Linked DNA regions of Mus musculus: region 1 is linked to region 2. The links are chromatin contacts, called in public HiChIP or PLAC-seq maps. All regions are on one chromosome and are shown on one strand. Each heading gives the region's core, a stretch centred on a gene start, on an enhancer-like site or on the middle of the called end of the contact. The rest is flanking DNA. Distances are from core to core; before and after follow the strand shown. Region 1 overlaps Mir100hg (Mir100 Mirlet7a-2 Mir125b-1 cluster host gene). Region 2 has its middle 66 kb from the start of Gm25401.

What was found. HiChIP or PLAC-seq counts read pairs in DNA pulled down with a chosen protein or histone mark.
Region 1: a contact with region 2 is called in an H3K4me3 HiChIP or PLAC-seq map of forebrain, with 5 times the contacts expected there. The contact joins two enhancer-like sites. A contact is called at or near these places in 3 of 39 promoter capture datasets (cranial neural crest, frontonasal cranial neural crest and second pharyngeal arch cranial neural crest) and 12 of 115 datasets of contacts at active chromatin or transcription factors (astrocytes, craniofacial prominence, embryonic basal ganglia and 9 more).

What each region holds. Positions count from the first base shown.
Region 1 is chr9:41,588,418-41,592,254 of GRCm38.p6, reverse strand. It overlaps Mir100hg (Mir100 Mirlet7a-2 Mir125b-1 cluster host gene), which reads right to left. Exons shown (of 5, transcript NR_131928.1): 5 at 2,236-2,281. Among named protein-coding and RNA genes, the nearest start is that of Mir125b-1, 8.4 kb to the right of the region's middle. Within about 2 kb of position 1,899, at least 60 of the 459 cell types and tissues checked have an H3K27ac peak or open chromatin away from gene starts, as enhancers often do. A contact at or near this core is called in astrocytes and forebrain, where this site is marked.
Region 2 is chr9:41,271,444-41,275,695 of GRCm38.p6, reverse strand. No RefSeq gene overlaps it. Among named protein-coding and RNA genes, the nearest start is that of Gm25401, 66 kb to the left of the region's middle. Within about 2 kb of position 2,400, at least 110 of the 459 cell types and tissues checked have an H3K27ac peak or open chromatin away from gene starts, as enhancers often do. A contact at or near this core is called in astrocytes and forebrain, where this site is marked.

The sequences.
Region 1 (3,837 bases), core at 650-3,149, 320 kb before region 2:
TCAGGTTGGTTGAGAAGATGCACAATGGATTGGATTGGTGCAGGTGAACTAATGACTCCATGGCTGGATTAAAGAAGGAGTATATATACAACATTGGCTATTCTGTGTTCTTTGGGGACAGATCATTGACAACTTCTTGACATAGATACACTAGTTCATAGCTGTATTTAACATTGACATGAGTACCAAGGAAGGAAGAAACTAGATTTTATGAGATCCAATCTATGCAACATTGGTGCCTTTAGTCAAATACAAGTTCATGTTTCTTTAGGACAGGGTGGAATAATTTAAAAGCCATTGAAAGAGGACTTAGTTTCTGGTCTTTGTTGGGACATTTCCAATTAAGTGGGCGGTTTTGTTTATTTTGTTGTTTGGTTGGTTGGTTTGATTTGAGTTTTTGTGGGGAGGGGTGTCTTTTTGTTGTTTGTTTGTAAAGTCACTCTGATTACAGGTTGTAGATTTACATCTTCTGTCACAAAGTACTATAACAGGTAACTTAAGGCCCTTCCCTTACTGCTCTTAAAACTTTGAGATTTCATGCAGAACTAAATCAAAAGTCTCAGACCAAAATGAAGAAGAAACATACAAACTGCTGGCAAGCAGTGTATTTCACTAAATTCTCAATTTTCTTCCATGAAAATACGTTTTATCATTCTGGTATAATTCAGCATGGAAGTAGGAAATACTGTGGCTGTAAGTCAGCAGAAAAGCCATGTCTTTCTGTAGACAGGCATTAAGGGCTATGGTAAAGGTGACAACTGTGTTGGGACTCATCACAAAAGTCAGACTAGGGACTGAGTTTCATGACCACAACCTTGAATGTGCATAGCTGCACGTAGCACCTTGGCCAGGCGCTCAACCTCACCAAAATCAGTTCCTTCACCTGTGAAAGGTGGATAATGTGTCGTTTTCATAGCAACCATGAGATTTAATATGCAAAACATTTTCTGTATGGAATAAACTTGGTAACAAGCAATCACGAACAGAAGAATCATGACTTCTATTCAGGAATCACCAACCAATCTTTGTAGTGACACAGAACTGGAACTTTAGTTCTAGTTTGGTTTAGGTGACATTCGGGGTGGGGGAGGGGAGATACCTGTGTGCAGCATCTCTACTAGACACACAGACAGCGGTTCCAAGTGTCAGGCAAAATCAAGACGAGATATGTGTAGTCTCCAAGACTCACCATGTGGATCTCCTCTGCCCGTCTGCTGCTTACCCTTATGCTTGCATTAAGGACTCTATTTTCTCCTATCTTCCCATTTATCTAGTTTTGTTTTTACATCCTTTAAAGGTTGATTTCCCATTCTCTCTTTAAGGGAGCATCCTTCCTTAAGCAAACCCACTTGGCTCCCTCCAAGGACGTTGTCTTTTGTGTCGTTGCTGTTCTTATTGTCTCCTGACTCAGTTTATCACTACACTTCAGGAAGCTTCTGCACCTTTGTCTGGCTTGACGTTGACCCCTGGCAGCAGCCATAGTATGTCACAGAGTCAAGCTCCCTGCTCAGAGTCTGGGAGCATGGTGTGGTGTTTCTGTGTGGTGGTGTGAGCATCTCTGTGGATCGCCTGTGACTGCTTTGCTGTCTTTTCCAACTGCTTTTTATTTTCTAGATCACTCTCAAGAACGAACACTGTGTTTTGATAAAAATAACTCTCTCCCCCCCCCAAAAAAAATCCAGTCTCTTCATACATTAACACATTTGGGCAAAGCTTTTTACACTCGTACAGTAACAAGCATATTCATACCAGGATCCAAATGGAAGGAGCATCAATCTGAACGAGACAGGGATACACACAAGGAAGGGCATGGTTTTGACTCATGAGTGTTCTGGGCTTCTCTGCTTCTTGCAAAGATTACTACTGGCTGCAACTGCACCATGTGGGTGGCTGCTGGGCAGGAGGGGCCTCTTCAGCTGGTCACTGGCTTTGTTTCAACTTCACAGTTGGCATGAGCGTCCGTCAGTCTGAAGCCTCTGCAGTCTTTTTCCTTTCACTGGGGAGACATTACTGAGAAAGGGGGCTATAGGACCAGCTGAAAGGAACATCAGAACAACTAGAAAGATAATAGAACATGTCACAGACAGTTATCACATTGACTGTTTAATGGAAGTGATTTGGGACACTGGAGAGACAATGCTCTTTCTAACTACAGCAGAAATGCTACCTCACTTTAACAACAAAAAGTGGCTTTCTTCCATTGTTCGCCTTGCTCAAGAATCAATGCAGCAGCAGTCTTGTGTCAGTGTGTACAAAGAAGAAAGCTTCAGGTCTACCCTCCCTGAAACAGAACACACAGGCACAGAGCAAAAGATCACAGGACACAGAGCACAGTCAAATGAGTCCTAGGAATGAAGGCAAACTAAGTTGGTTGTAGGTGCCTAACTGCTGCAATACAGGAGTGAATGGAGGCACTGGAATTAGTGGGTGTTCATTGCTTAGCCCCTTGAATATGTCTTGGTATTTTCAGTGCCGGCCATAGAGCTTGGCACATGGTACTGAAATAGAAAGTGTGAGGGAGAAAGGGAAGGAGGGAGAGAGAAAGGGAAGGGAGGGAGTAGTGATAAAGAGAAAGGAAAAAGAAAAGGGAAAGAAGGAGAGGGTATGAGGGAAAAGAAGGAGAGTGTAGGAGAAAGGGGAAAAGGGAGACAGTAATGAAGGAAGGCAGGAGTTACTGGAATATTGGGGCACCCAGGAAGGAAATTAGTCAGCTGTAAACATGTCAAAGATTTGGAGACTGGGGAATCCAGTTTGGCTTAATAAAAGAAGGGGTTTTACATTCTGAGTGGTTTGAGAAAAGGAGATGGGGTCATTTCCAGATGGCCTTGAACATGTCAGTGTCTCGTTTGGGAAGTGCACTGTGGTCAAGTGACCATTGTAGGCTCCTGAAAAGAACATGACCACAATTCAAATAAACCAAGGGGAACAAGAAACACAGAACTTATAGGCAGCAATCCAATGGAGTAAATAAACCACACCACAAGAAATCACAGGATAGCAGAAGGGCTGGGGAGAGGGTGTGGTCTAAAACAGAAAGGCAGTGTCTGGATATCTTCCAAGTTAATGTTGAAGGATGTGGCTTTATAACTGGGATCAAGAATTCACTTCTCCCTTTGGGAAGCTTTAGTTTTCTTTTCTTTTGCCCCTAGGCTGCTTTTTTTTCTGTCACCATCCCTCCCTGAAAAATAAACTCCAATCTTAGGTGCTTTCTCAACAAGATAAAGCAGATTAGTAACAAATGACCCTGGAGGTGGAATCAGATGTAACTTTGAAGGGCAACTGATGGTACCAATGGACAAATAAGTTCACAGGTTTTGGCCTTGCTCCTATTGCCCCCTATACTATGACATAGCTTCAGTAATTCTGAGAGGGGGTAAGCACTGAGACCCTACCTAGCCTGACCCACTTACTCACTTCACAGATAAGGATATTTGAGAAGAGAGCTATTAACGCTTCTCTCTTACTCTGCAGAAGTAGTTATGAATGAGATGGATTTGCAAGTGGTTTTTTAGTTAACTAAAGCCTTTGACATCGACTTCTCCTTTATACTCACACAATGGAAACGCATCAATGAGCTAGGCACGCTGAACGGGATACACCACGGCACATACTGTATTAAATACTTGGAGTATTTGAGGATGCTGACTCTCTAGAGGAGACATCTAACTGGTAGAATGACTTAGGGTAAATGCTATGCCCAGGCAATGCATTTTGTAAACAGTGATATTGGGGATGTTAAGCTTTGGCATGCATGTACGACTCATTCGTGAATAAATTAGCATGGTATTGCATTAAGAAAAGACAGTGCCTATAATACTGCTATGATTCATAAAGGTA
Region 2 (4,252 bases), core at 1,151-3,650:
AGTTGGAGAAAGACAATAACGTGCAAATGACTCTGACAGAGCCAGAGTATTGAAACTCATAGTAGAGTGTAAATGTGGGCACAGCAAATGGCCTGATTTTACAATGGAAGCACAGATGACTTTATAGGTGTAAGTGATTGTAAGGGTTAAAAAAGCAAGAGTTTATGACCCGTAAGCATTAGATGAGCCCTGCTAACCTCAGTGTCCACAGAGTTCTCCTCAGGTGCAGTCACCCTTGTTCATTTATATAGTGTCTAAAGTCACCCTGGCACACAGAATCAGCACAGGCCGATGGCCTGCAGAGCCATAGAAAATATGAAAACATGGCTCTTTATAAGAACAAATGCTGGTAAATCATGATGCAGGCAGTCATTTCTGCAGTAATGTTCGTTTTGTTTGAGGGGGCTGGAAAATGGGGAAGAGAAGTAGGTGGGACTCATGTCTATTTAAAAACCAGAAAAGTACCTAGTGTGACCAATACTTGGGAGGTAGAGGCAGAGGCAGGGGGATCAGAATTTTAAAGCAAGTACACACATGCACCCATGCACACGCACACACACAATTAATAAACAAAAACAAAATAGAGAAAGGAAGAAAAAAATCATCAACCTCATAATGCCACCTTTGATCCACCCTAGACATAAAAAAGTCAACCACCTACTTTATCAGTTCAAAGTCGATTAAAAGTTATAATAATTAACACCACCTTCCATAATGTCCCACAATGCACCTCGTGCAGCCAGCTCCCTGACACCCATCTCTTCAGAGGCTTTTTTTGGGGGGGGGGAACTAAGGGGAGGCATGTTGGTTGGTGGATGGAACAGAGATGTAAGCATTAAAAATTACTGAATATGGGTGGCAGTGGGGCACACCTTTAATCCCAGCACTCTGGAGGCAGAGGCAGGAAGATCTCAAAATTCCAGACCAACTACAGAGTGAGTTCCAGGACTGGGCTCCACAGAGAAATCCTTGGGGCTGGAGTGGGAGGGGCGATACTGAATGGAAGTCACGTGGGTAGCAGTGCTCCTTCTACAAAACCACAGCATCATTCCTTTGTTTGTCTTTAAAAGTCGGTTTGTTTGTGTTTCACATATTCATTACAAACTCCTTTAGGGCAAACCTGAATGTATTTTTTGATTGCACTTTTTCACTGGTGGCGACTAACACTGAAACACAAAGGTATCTGTGATAAATGAATGATTGATTGAGCAGATGAATGAATGAATGAATGAATGAATGAATGAATGAATGAATGAATGAATGAATGACGAAAGCCAGGAGATGTGAATTCTCTTACATTGGGAAGAAACCTGTGCAGCACTTCCCAGAGTACCTGTCTCTCAGCCAAGAGCATCTCTCTCCTGTGGACAAGGAACTTGAGGAATCAGCCCTGCCAACTTTCCAGCAGGTGCTTCCATGATCTGAAAGGACCAGAGTACTCCATGCCTGGTGTGAGGACTTCACAAGCATTTGCACACACAAGCAGCTCACTAAGTTCGGCTCAGGTGGCTAAAATCCAATTTTTACTCCAGGGACAACTCGCCTACTTAAGTTGACTGAAAGCACCCGGCAAACCACCTACCGAAACCCTCCCCTTTGTCCCTGTCGGTGTGCAGATGATTCGCCAAAGTGTACACACCCCAAATTTATACAGTGTGCCTCAAGATGTCCTTTGTAAGAGGGAGTCGCTGGGAAAACAGCACTTTACAAAAGAGAGCATCAGTCTAGGGGAGGTCCAGCGATGCGGCTGTAGCAGCTCCTGCCACCTCGCAGAGTTCCTAGATAATAGTTCTTTTTTGTCTCCTTCCCTTCTTAAGTCGGTGCAGGGTGGGGTCGGTGGAGGCGAGGGGGATCCAGTCGTTAAAATCTATCTGAGACGCCTACTTGGAGTTCTCTGGGATTTGTGAAAATTTGAGCCTTTCCTAAACAACAAAGAAATCAAGATTCTGGGAAAAGCCCACGCCCCTCTAAGGCTGCTGGTGTGAAATAGAATCGCACCGGGCAATGTTAGCTAGCCATATTACTCTGCGAAGGTGCTCGCAGCTGCAAAGCCTTACAGAAGGAAAGCTGCAGGGCTGGGACCCCACGTCCAGGGGGAGAGCTGGGGCCTCGATGCAGGGGGATGCCCAGACATCGGCCCCGCCCCCATCCCTCCCTCCCTCCCTCCCAGTGGTCATGGCTGAGCAGCCTCGGGTCCGGGTTAAACAAAGAGACTGGTGTGCCTTAGCGGGGTAAAAATCTTTCTTCTCCCTTCGTGCAATAGGTGATATGTAGTAAATTAATAACAGAAAATACCGTAGCCAAAAAATATGGCAGTATTAGAGATCTGGCCCCTTCCTGCTCTTCCATGTCCCTCCCTGACTGCCTTGCAGCTCAGCAACCAGGACCAGACAGCCACCCCCCCCCTCCCTCCTTAGCCATCATTCCCCGCCCCCTTCAAAACTCTTTTATTATCAGTTGAGTCACGTCTCCTGCCAAGCAAAAGGTCATTTCAGGTCATCTTGGAGACGAAAGGACGGGATAATACATTTGAAGGTGCTGGAATTGGCAAGTCCGCGTGTATATATGTATATGTATATATATATATATATATGAGTAAGGGAGAGGGAGAGAGAGAGAGAGAGAGAGAGAGAGAGAGAGAGAGAGAGAGAGAGAGAGAGAGAGAGAGAGAGAGAGAGGTGCCAGCATGCTCAACTCTGCCAGGAAGAGAAGAAATATTTCAAGGCATGACAGGGGCAGCTAGCTGCCCAATCTGTAGCTAATTCCTTATAAAAATAAGAATGTGGTTTATAATTGTGTGCTGCCTGAAGGGTCATTAAAGTTTCTAATTGTTCTCATCCAGTATCTCTTTTCTGGCCATTCATCAGAGAAAGGGTTGCAAAAGTGTTTGTTGTGGAAAGGAAGTGGGGGTGGGGGCCCGTTGTGGGGAGAGGGCAGACTGGGACCTGGAGTAGACTGACTGCGTGGCACTTTCAGGATTTTAGAACCACAAGAGGAAAGCGGACAGCGTGTTTAAGAGTCTCCACAGCACGCACCGGTTGCTTTGTTTTGAGATGAGGAAAGCAAAATTTGCAAATAGTATTTTTCTATGCTGTTTACAAGGACTTTCTCCTCCTCCCCCTTCCTCCTCCTCCCCCTTTCTCTTCCTCCTCCTCCTAAAGAAGATGTCTTCTAACTTTTCTGAGTTGTTAATTCAGTATTATTTCAATAAAGACAATTAGCAGCCTCTGAATTCTCACCAAATACATTTTTTTCCTTCCTTTCCATTCCCACTGCAGTATTTGAATGCCCTGGATTGGCTTCACAGTTTTTTCTAAGAAACAAGAACTACTCTTCTTACTCTTCTTCCTTCCTCCTCTTCCTCTTCCTCTTCCTCTTCCTCTTCCTCTTCCTCTTCCTCCTCCTCCTCCTCCTCCTCCTCCTCCTCCTCCTCCTTCTTCTTCTTCTTCTTCTTCTTCTTCTTCTTCTTCTTCTTCTTCTTCTTCTTCTTCTTCTTCTTCTGTTTTTATTTTAAATAAGACACATGCCAACAGCAATGTGTCCAGGGAGCTAGAGGTTTGGGTAATAAATTATTTGCTCCCACATTCCAAAGTATCTTACATGGAAAGTCCCCATCCACCCTACCTCCCACCAATGGCCTCTATTCCTCCCTGTCTTACTAGCTGTCCTGGTTTGCTTTCTGTTGCTGTAATAAAATACTGACCAAATGCAACTTGGGGAGAAAGGTGGTTCACTTTATCATAAACTATACAATCCATCATGAGGGAACCAGAAGCAGAACCCATAATGAATGCTGCTTAAACTGGCTTGCTTCCAAGATCACCTCCAGCTCCCTATCTTATACCCAGGACCACCTGCCCAAGGGTAGCATGGCCCACAGAGAACTAGCCCCGCCACCACTACCTTCCATCAATTAACAATCAAAAATATATATATTCCCACAGACACATAACCAGCCAATTTGGTGGAGGCAATTCCTCAAGTGAGGTTTCCTCTTCTTGGGTGTCTCAAGTTTGTGACCAAACACACTAGCCAAGTTCCATCTACCATTCCCTATTCAAACCATACCCAAAGATGTTACCTGGAGGAGCTTTTTAGAAACCACCAGTTAAAGGTAGGCTGGTGAGTGACTGGGTCTGTCATAGTAAAAACAAAGAGATAGCATGACCTTTTTGCCTGGACTCAGCCCATCCTGAAGCCTCTCCATGGGAAGTATCTTCTAGCATCCGGGCTCCACATATCTCTCAGTCAT